2 separate regions of the Mus musculus genome follow, and region 1 is linked to region 2. A link is a contact called in public HiChIP or PLAC-seq data. All regions are on one chromosome and are shown on one strand. Each heading gives the region's core, a stretch centred on a gene start, on an enhancer-like site or on the middle of the called end of the contact. The rest is flanking DNA. Distances are from core to core; before and after follow the strand shown. Region 1 has its middle 7.2 kb from the start of Timp2. Region 2 holds the start of Birc5 (baculoviral IAP repeat-containing 5).

Region 1 (5,198 bases), core at 2,113-4,612, 510 kb after region 2:
TGTGGGGGTAGGGCCAATGCTGGTGTGAGGTAAGAACACTGGATCTGCCGGGCGGTGGTGGCGCACGCCTTTAATCCCGGCACTTGGGAGGCAGAGCAGGTGGATTTCTGAGTTCGAGGCCAGCCTGGTCTACAAAGTGAGTTCCAGGACAGCCAGGGCTACACAGAGAAACCCTGTCTCGAAAACAAAACAAACAAACAAAAAAACCAACCAAACAAACAAAAACAAATTAAAACAACAAAAACAAAAAAAAACAAAAAAACACTGGATCTGGTCACTCCCCGCCATCAACCCCAAACAGCCTCCATCTCTCTGGTTTTAGGGGGTAGGGAGAAGGAAGAGTCTGGTTTCCAGGCTAGTCTCAGAAGGTGGCCTTGAACTCCTGGTCCTTTCCTGAGTGTCAGGATTCAGGTACCTCCCACCCCTCCCCATTTATGCATCTCTGGAACATGGTAATTGCTAGGCAAACACTAGCAAATGAGCTACACCCCTAGGTAGAGTCTTGGGTACTCTCCCGACAGATGGGAGGTGACAGTGCTTCCACGTCAACGAGCGGGAGGTCTGTGGAGAGGTCTTCCAGGCTGGCGGATCCATGCTTGCAGCTATCACACTTGGAAGAGACTCCCAGCCCAGAGCTGGGGCCTGGAGCCATGCAGAGCTGTGTGCCTATCCCTCCCACATCTGAGCACACCCAGCAAACATGCTGGGTAGACCCAGTAAACACTGTCCGGGCCAGGAGGAAGTGGCCAGGGTACCTCCCTCATGCTTCTTCCTGGGAAACTGAAGCAGGGTGTCTTTGGGTGAAACAGGCATCCGAGTACTCAGGATGAGTGTGCCTAGGGGAAGCTCTACCATCTCCAGACCCACCCTGCTTGCCCCATCTCCCCCAGAACGTGGAGCGTTCTCAGCAACAGCTTGAACAGATCAGAAGCCCCACCCCCACCCCCCACTCTTTCCGGCAGGTTCCTGGAGAGCCAGACGCTCTTCTCAGACATGGGCATCAAAACTGGCCACACGTGCCAAGGAGGTAGACCTGAGCCAACAACAGGAAGCTCTAGAGGCGGTTGTGGGGGAGGGGTTTCGGGTAGGACTCAAGGGAGCTGGAAGCCGGAGGCTATGGGGAGGTGGGCCTGGGTTTAAGCATCTCTGGGAGGAGACTGTACTAGCATGACCTGGGATTCCAATCAGCACCGTGATGAGCCTCCCCACCCAAATGGGCATCAGAGTCTTGGCTACATCAGGTAGGTGGGGTCCGTCCTTCTGGCCCTACTGTTTACTCAGGACATTCCATGGCTGACAAGATGGTGAGTTAGCAGAGCCTGGACATGCAAACTGGGCTCAGCCCTGCCACAGCTTGACAGTGGACACACTAAGAAAGCATTTCCATAGAAGTTTCATTTCTTTTTTTAAAAAAAGATTTATTTATTATTATAGATAAGTACACTGTAACTGACTTCAGAGGTACCAGAAGAGGAGCTCAGTTCTCATGAGTGGTTGTGAGCCACCATGTGGTTGCTGGGATTTGAACTCAAGGATCTTTGGAAGAACAGTCAGTGCTCTTACCCTCTGAGCCATCTTGCCAGCCCAGAAGTTTCATTTCTTAATCCACACCTTTCATTTAGAGCCTGGCTTCTAAATCTTGGCCCGTTGGTGGGGCTTCAGGTACACAGCAGAGCAGCATTGACGAGAGGAGACTCAGCTTCCTTAGGATAGAGGCTGAGAACTTCTGGCCCTCACACAAATACTGTCCCGTGTGCATGCTGGAACTCATAGATGGTAAATTTGATCGACGGACTGACTGATTGACTAGTGGATTCAGAGGAAGAAATGGCTACAGATTTTTGGCTCTGAGTAAAGCAAGCAACAGAATGTTGGAGAGCGGCTTCTGCTCTGACGAGCAAGTAACACTCCGCTTAGGAACGAACCAGGGACCTGGAGGCCCAGGTGGGAGTCCTGTTCCACACTATCCACCCTGGTCAGGGACACAGGGAAGATAGGAGATATGATTAACTTACAGAGCCAGGCCTGGTAAGGTAGGTTCCTGTCGTCTCTGTGTGTGACACTGAATGCCTCTAATCCGAAAGGATGCTCACTGAGGCATCCGAGGCATCTGGGTATCAGGAGCTGGGGGTGGGTGGGATCAGGCGAGGGTGCAGGTTGTCAGTGACAGGACACCCCTCCCCCAGCTTTAGAACTCTTCCCTCTATGGCAGTGGGAAGGCCTTGGCCATAGCTCATCAAGTACCCGCTTTTAGGTGATGTTTGCTTGGCCCGCCGCTCCTTTCACTTTGGCTTTCCTGTTATCCTGTCCCATTCATCTTTAAAGAGAGGGGGGCTTGGCATCTCCCACAATATGGCTCCCCTTTCCCAGGTGTGCATCCCATAAGCCTGTGAACACAGCATTCCATAGCCAACCTGCAGGCAGCCTTGTGTAAGGCATAACTTCATATCATAGTGACAGTCCTGCCCCCACCCATGTTGGTAGGGGGACTTCAGACTGGAAGGGAGGAGGGATGGATGGAGAGAGGAAGGGGTGGGTAGAGAGAGGGAGGGTGTCCTGGTGGGGAACAGGAAGCCTTGTGATGCTTGGCCCCAAAGAATTGCCACATCTGAACTATGCTGGATGGGCCAGCATCCCAGAGGAAGGCTGACTTGACAGTGACCGCCCAGCTTCAGCCTGTGCACAGGCTGGTGTCACAGGGAGGGACTCTGCAGGGGCCAGGTCCCTCCTCTCTCTTCCTTGGGGCTTCCATCCTAAGAAGGAGGCAAAGCCAGGGATCTCTGCCCTTTTCCCAGAAAAGAGAGGGGTTTGGAGAGCAGGCTGCTGTGGCTTTGGATTCTTAAAAGTCTCTGGCTTCCCCTTCTCCTCCTCTGGCCCCCCTTCAGCCCCCGGCCCCTGTCTACCCCCTCCACCTCCCTTAACCCCATCCCTCCTCTGGTCCCCCCACCCTGTCCCTCCTGGGCTCTCTGGGACCCTCTAGACCAGTTCAGTGAAGCACTGAGGAATGTAGCTGATGCAGGGAGTGGACGCCCCTGGCTGCTCTCATTTCCTCATGCCCAGGCTATTTCCTCTTGGCCCTGGGCATGTGGTCATGTGCTTTTGCTCATGAGGAGCGGGTTGTGATGGGAACCCTCGCCCCTCTGCTCTGCCTTTCCCCAGGAAGCAGCCTCAGCAGGCAGGGAGGGGTGAGGGACCCCAGAGCTTGCTGCCCAGCTCAGCAGGGGTTGCCTGAGGGTGGTGGTTTCAGGTTCCCTGGCCCGCTAGTCAGCTAGTCTGGCTAGTCTCTCTAGTCCCGGATGGGAGGCTCAAGAGGCTCGGGTTTCCCCCGCCACCACCACCATCCTCTGCTTCCTTTGGTGTTGGGGAGTGACAGCCTTTGGCCATGATGTCATTACCTAATCCAAACAGAAGGGAGGCTGGGCTCTGTGGTGAGCTGCAGGCCAGCAGCGCTGAGTGCTACAGCATGGTAAGGCTGTGTAGAGAACCCACCCCTTGCATCTCCCAGGTCCTCTTTTCCTTTCTGCGCTCCTGACCAGCCTCCCTTCCCTTTCTTCTTTCTGGAGATGCTGTAGCATCCCTGTGTCACCACCCCTCAGCCAGGAGTGCACACAGGGCTAGATGCAAAGTCAGCCCTATTCTCTCCAGGGGCAGAAGGACCAGGCTTGGGGTGGGTCTCATCCTAGCAAAGCGATGAGGAAGAAGAGGGGGAGCGAGGTTTCCTGGGAAGGGAGGCATGGTGTCCTGCATCTCCTCTGCTGTCTGAAGTGCAGATCCAGCATCTCTCTGCTTTGCTACAGCCTGCTCAGCTCTCCCTCAGCTATAAAGGGCTGTTCGGCATCAAAGGCAAGAGGAACCACTCAGGACAGTGGTATCCATTTGTGCCTGGAGCTTCCTGGGTAGAAATGCGCCCTGTGACAGACCCTGTCATCTGGTTCTGTCCTGGTGTCCTGTGACCCGGGAACACAGGTGAAAGCTAGTCATCCTGCCTCCTCAGCCCCCTTCTCTGCTTCTCCTGGCTGCAGAGCTGTGCCACTGTGCTCACAGGTAAAGTCAGGGAAACTCAGGGTGACCACGGCTTCCAGCACAGAATCCCTGCTGGGGTCCCTGCAGAGGCAGGAGGATGCTGTGGGCTCTGCCTTAGCACCTGGTCATTTGTGCTATAATTTTGGTGCTGTGGGAAAGCAGGGAATGTCTGGGACATGTCCCTCTAGTCATTCTTGGTGGCCCCATTAAATATCTCTTCCCCGTGGAGCCCGCTCAGCCCTCACACTCTTCCACCTAAAATCCTGGCCATCTGAACACGATAGAGACTGTCCCAGTCCCAGACCTGGGATGGCATGGTGACAGAGAGTGGCTTGATGAGGGATAAAAAAGGACTGTGCCCAGTGACCTACCACAGTGGCCTTATTTTAGACTGCTGTGGCTTGTCTCACAGCTGACTTGTTCACAGGTCTATCCTCCCAATCCACTGAATATTTCTTTTACTTTGTTTTGTTGAGACAGGGTCCCTGGCTGGCTTGGAACTGACTTTGCAAACCAGACTGGCCATGAACTCACAGAGATCCAGCTGCCTCCAGAGCACTGGGGTTACAAGTATGTACCACCAGGCCAGCCTCTGGGTGAATGTCTCTTAAGGTTGTAGTTCATTTGCTCAAAAGTATTTCTTGGGCACACAAGCCATGTGCCAAGGCTGTTCTGAAGCTGGGGCTACAGATAAGCAGGATCTCTGTCCTCTTGTGTGGCACAGACCACCGCTCAGTAGGAAATAAAAGGCATGGGCTTTGAAGATGGCTCAGTAGGTAAAGTGAATTTGATCCTATGTAAGAGCAGAGCGTGGTGGCTGTGCCTGCAAGCCTTGTACTGGGGAGGCAGAGTCAGGCTTTATCTCTGGGGTTGTGTGGCCAGCCAGTCTACCCGAACCAATAGCTCCAGGTTCAGCGAGAGACTCTGCCTCAAAAAAATAAGGGGGAGAGTCTTGAAAAAGACATCCCAATGTTGACCTCTGGCCTACACACACACAGGAAATACAGAGTATAACAGGCTCCATCCAATGGTGTTGCCTAGAGCCTTGTAGGGGCCCAAGTGAGGGGTGAAGGCTGCTGCCTGGGAGAAATAATGGTTCAGGGGTTGGAGGCAGAGTCCTCCAGATAGCTGGGTAGGCACACTTGGAGAGCCAGTGTGCTGGATGTGTAAGGCCA
Region 2 (4,786 bases), core at 2,098-4,597:
AGCCAACCTTGCCTGTACATCTGACCCCTGCTGTCCCTTTATTAATCTCAGCTCTGCTAAACAGAATTCCTCACAATTTTCTCATGATAAGCTGAGAAATAAATCCAGTCTGCCAGCCTCTTACCCAACTCAGAGACGGTGGACTCACTGGTAGAGATGAACACAACTTATTAGATAACAGTAACACTGTACATAGCAAATGTTTTGCTAAAATAAATAAAACATCAAGAAATTTACATACTAAATTGTGATGCTAAAAAAAAATGTTTGACTCTGGCTGGAGAGATGTGGATTTGGTCTAACATTTGTATGTGTTAATTGGGTTCCCAAAATTGCATGATAATCTGCACATAAGATGCCGAGTGTTCTTGCCGCAGTTGGTTTTGATTGATAAAGTTGCCAGTGGCCAATGACTGGGCAGGGAAACAGAGGTGGGGCTTAAGGATTCCCAGGGAAGAGTCAGAGGAAGGAACAGGAGGAGAGAACTGCCATGCCAGGAAAGAAGTAAAGACCAGGCCTTAGAAATGCAGGTTAGGGCTGGAGAGATGGCTCAGCAGTTAAGAGCACAGATTGCTCTTCCAAAGGTCCTGAGTTCAAATCCCAGAGACCACATGGCGGCTCATAACCATCTGTAATGAGATCTGATGCCCTCTTCTGGGATGTCAGAAGACAGCTACAGTGTACTTACATAATAAATAAGTAAATCTTTAAAATAAAAGGAAATGCAGGATAGAGAGACAGCCTCCATGTGACAACCGGGGAAGACAGGCCTCACCCCCAGCCCCCACCCAGGTCTAGGGCAACAAAGATGGAATAGAGTAATAACTGAGGAATATCAGAGGGGGGTGTGTTAGCCACGTGGTTGGGAGTGGCCCAACCATTGAGCCCAGAACATTGGGGCGGGTAGCAAGGAACTACCACTGGTGCCAGGTCGATTTCAGTAGGATTAATTAGTAACTGCAAGAGACATGGCTCAGAGGTTAAGAGCACTGGCTGCTCTTCCAGAGGTCCTGAGTTCATAACCATCTGTAATCAGATCTGCTGCCCTCTTCTGGCCTATAGACATACATTCAGGCAGAACGCTGTATACATAAATAAATAAATCTTTAAAAAATGTTTTTTGACTTAGGGCTGGGGAGATGGCTCAGTGAGTATGAGCACTTACTGTGTTCTTACCGGAGTTTGAATCCCTAGCACCAGTCTTAAAGGCCAGGCATGGCCACTGTGTATCTGTAAACCCAGCACTGTGAGGGGCAGAGGCAGGAGGACCAGTGGAGTTTCTGGTAGCCAGTGAGAAACTGTGTCTCAAGGGAATAGGGTAGAGAGTGTTAGAGTCTAACACCCAATGTACTCTGGACTCCACATGCATGTTTAGAAGTGTGTGCACTTACATATATGTACATACACCCACCCCCCCACCCCGAAACAAATCCCACATACAAGTACACACTTTTGAGCTGGGCTGGAACGATAGCTCTTTGGCAGAGTGCTGACCTAGCATGCATGAGGCCCTGTGTTTAAATCAGGCATGGTGGTGTGTGCCTATAATCCCAGCATTTGGGAGATGAAGGCAGGAGGATCAGAAGTTGTTTTATGAATTCAAGGCTAGCCTGGGCCACACTAGACCCTGACTAGGGTTTTTTCCTTTTGTTTTTGACTCCAGTTGGGCACGGTAACGACGACCTATTATTGTAGCACTAGGGAGTGTTGCTTGGTTTTTGCGCTACCACACTTCTGCTTCCCTTCCAACCTCCCAATGCTAGGAAAGAAAGGAGGTTAGAGGGGAAGGGGCGTAGACCTCTTTAGGCTACTTCCTGTTGATTTGGGATACTGGGCTCCTTGGGGCCTGTCCAGTCTTCTTCATCATTAGAATATCCAACTTCTTGTCTCTGCTTATGAATATTTGACAAACTGCAACAACAGTAACCAGGAGCAGCAGGTGGAGCAGCAGCAGGGTCGGGGAGCAGGAGCAGCAGCAAGCAGTGGGAGCACGGGGAACAGCAGGGGGAGGAGCAGCCTCTTCAGAGCACCCCTGTCTCTCTCAGGGCTCAAGGCATTTATACCCTCTAAAGACTTCCCAGAATTCCAAACAATAAACGCTCTCCTGAAGTTGGCAAAAATCACACCCTTGCGCAAGGCAAACCCTAATTATTTGCTGGGAAGCCACCTCTTACTCCACACCTGGGATTAAAACAAAAACACATTCATAAAACATAACTGGGCTTTTAGAGAAACTCAAATTCTCACTACAGGGAAGAGTCCTATCTGAACCGGGCCATGAGAGAGGAGAGGAAGAGATGAGAGAGGGAAGAGGACCAAGAGAGAAGTGGAAAGTTTCAGACCAAGGGAGCAAGCTGTAGAAATGGCTGGTCTATACAGGGAAGAGAAGCTCAAACGCTGGACTGGTGAGGTTTAGGATAGGGGCAGGGTGAGAAGAGCTGGGGGGAGCCACAGGAATTGATACTTGATCCATGTTTCTTCGGGACGTGACAAAACCCCTCTTGTTCCAGCTGCCTATGTGGTATGATCTGTTCTTCCTCACAATCTGTGAGGTGGCCTGGAGCTCATTGGAGGCCCACTGGCAGGAAGCCTACTGAGATTTATTGAAAAGGAAACCGAATTATCAGGGCACTCGTTTGCAACGCCAACCTGGGCTGTGTTCGGGGCATGCCCAGCCTGCTGTCTGCAGTGTGAAGCTCTTTAGAAGCCACTGCAACCACAGGCCGCCCGACAGGAACAGAGACACTGAAAACGGGCCCGCAGCAAGGCAGGCTCAGCAGCCAACAGTCACACCCAGGAAGCAGTATTTTTCTTCTGCTCCTGGACTCTCTTGCGGTGTATGGCTGCTTCCCTTTGGTCTGAGCCAGGCCGATGGTCTCAGAAATAGACACCCATTGACTTTCTTTTCCAGCGCTGGGACATACAGACCCCGCCTCCATCCCAGGGTGTCTATAGGAAGGATGGCGGCTGCTGCAGGGAGGAGGGTCTCCTGTCTTCCTAAGGGCGCCCCTCCACCAGCCTGTGGGTGGGTCCGAGGCACTTCCATTCCGATATCTAGCTGGCCAAATCCTGCAAACCTTGAGGCAGGAAGAACCTGCAGAGCACATGGGACTTGCAGCGGACATGCTTTAAAGAGGTGCCCCAGGCCCGTCCACCGCCCTCGGCCACCCTCCGTGTCCTCTGGGGAGCAGCTGCGGAAGATTCGAGTCAGAATAGCAAGAAGGAACCGCAGCAGAAGGTACAACTCCCAGCATGCCCTGCGCCCGCCACGCCCACAAGGCCAGGCGCAGATGGGCGTGGGGCGGGACTTTCCCGGCTCGCCTCGCGCCGTCCACTCCCAGAAGGCAGCGGGCGAGGGCGTGGGGCCGGGGCTCTCCCGGCATGCTCTGCGGCGCGCCTCCGCCCGCGCGATTTGAATCCTGCGTTTGAGTCGTCTTGGCGGAGGTTGTGGTGACGCCATCATGGGAGCTCCGGCGCTGCCCCAGATCTGGCAGCTGTACCTCAAGAACTACCGCATCGCCACCTTCAAGAACTGGCCCTTCCTGGAGGACTGCGCCTGCACCCCAGAGCGAGTGAGTCCCAGCTTCCAGCGACTCCACCCTGGGCCCGACGGTGCCTTAGTTGTGTGACCCGGGATCAGAACCCGCTATCCCCACCCTCGCTTCGTACTGTTAGCCAGGCTGCTTTGCTCTGCTCTGTCCTCCACGAGGCCACCCCCCCCCCCCGCTCTCCCCACCCTCTGCCTGAACCACTGTTAGCCTCCGGGCCTCTTCCCACTGTCCTCAGTTCTCGGCCCGGAACGATCTCTGGGAATCATGGGATAAGGTCAGACTGTTGATCCCGCTCACGAGCTGTCATTTTCAGATGGCGGAGGCTGGCTTCATCCACTGCCCTACCGAGAACGAGCCTGATTTGGCCCAGTGTTTTTTCTGCTTTAAGGAATTGGAAGGCTGGGAACCCGATGACAACCCGATGTAAGTCCCACAGGCTACTCTCGGTGGGTTTCCTGGTGTTCCCCTTCCATTGAGAGCCTTTTGGGTTGAACTGGAGTTGGGACAAACCATTTGTATTTAGTAGAAGAGCATGCTTCTTGCTCAAGTGTTCCAGTTATACAGCTCAGACTAGTCTTGAATTCTCAATTTCTGCCTTGGTTTCCTGAGTGTTGCCAACATGCATGGTTTTGCCTGAGGTTTTTTTGTTGTGTTTTGTTTTTGTTTTAAAACAGGGTTTGTCTGTGCAGCCTTGGCTGTCCTGGAACTCACTCTGTAGACCAGGCTGGCCTCGAACTCAGAAATCCGCCTGCCTCTGCCTCCCAAGTGCTGGGATTAAAGGCGTGCAGCACCACTGCCCAACCAAATTTTTAAATATGTTATTATTACTTAATTTATATTTCTATTTGTGTATGTTTGGATGTGGGTGTCATGGTGGATGTTGGTGTCAAGACAGCTTGGGGGGATAACTTCTCTCTTATTGTGTTGGTCCCTGGAATTGAGCTCAGGTGAGCAGGTTTGGCAGCAAGCATCCTCACCTGGGCCATTTCAGTGGCCCCTGTTTGGTTTCAGACCCCAGGAGTAGGAACTGAGGTGCTTATTCTACATATCAAAGCAGACCTGGACTCCAGGCTCTCCCAGCATCCCTCACTCCCTCCCTGGCATACTTTGCCCCCAACTCTGAACTTCCAGCCCAGGAACTGGGCAGCCCTTCCCCCCAGAGGCTCCACCCTATATAATCCAGGCATTTTGGACTTCTCTTCTTCTCTCTCTACATGTGTTCTTTCTCTCACCTT

What was found. HiChIP or PLAC-seq counts read pairs in DNA pulled down with a chosen protein or histone mark.
Region 1: a contact with region 2 is called in an H3K27ac HiChIP or PLAC-seq map of extraembryonic endoderm stem cells. The contact joins the enhancer-like site here to the promoter of Birc5 in region 2. A contact is called at or near these places in 2 of 39 promoter capture datasets (embryonic stem cells and neutrophils), 1 of 484 Hi-C or Micro-C datasets (embryonic stem cells), 6 of 115 datasets of contacts at active chromatin or transcription factors (bone marrow-derived macrophages, extraembryonic endoderm stem cells, large pre-B cells and 3 more) and 1 of 9 other capture datasets (embryonic stem cells).

What each region holds. Positions count from the first base shown.
Region 1 is chr11:118,360,024-118,365,221 of GRCm38.p6, forward strand. No RefSeq gene overlaps it. Among named protein-coding and RNA genes, the nearest start is that of Timp2, 7.2 kb to the left of the region's middle. Within about 2 kb of position 3,363, at least 259 of the 459 cell types and tissues checked have an H3K27ac peak or open chromatin away from gene starts, as enhancers often do. A contact at or near this core is called in bone marrow-derived macrophages, extraembryonic endoderm stem cells, microglia and 2 more, where this site is marked.
Region 2 is chr11:117,845,890-117,850,675 of GRCm38.p6, forward strand. Birc5 (baculoviral IAP repeat-containing 5) reads left to right here and starts at 3,348. Exons shown (of 4, transcript NM_009689.2): 1 at 3,348-3,572; 2 at 3,865-3,974. The coding sequence starts at 3,462.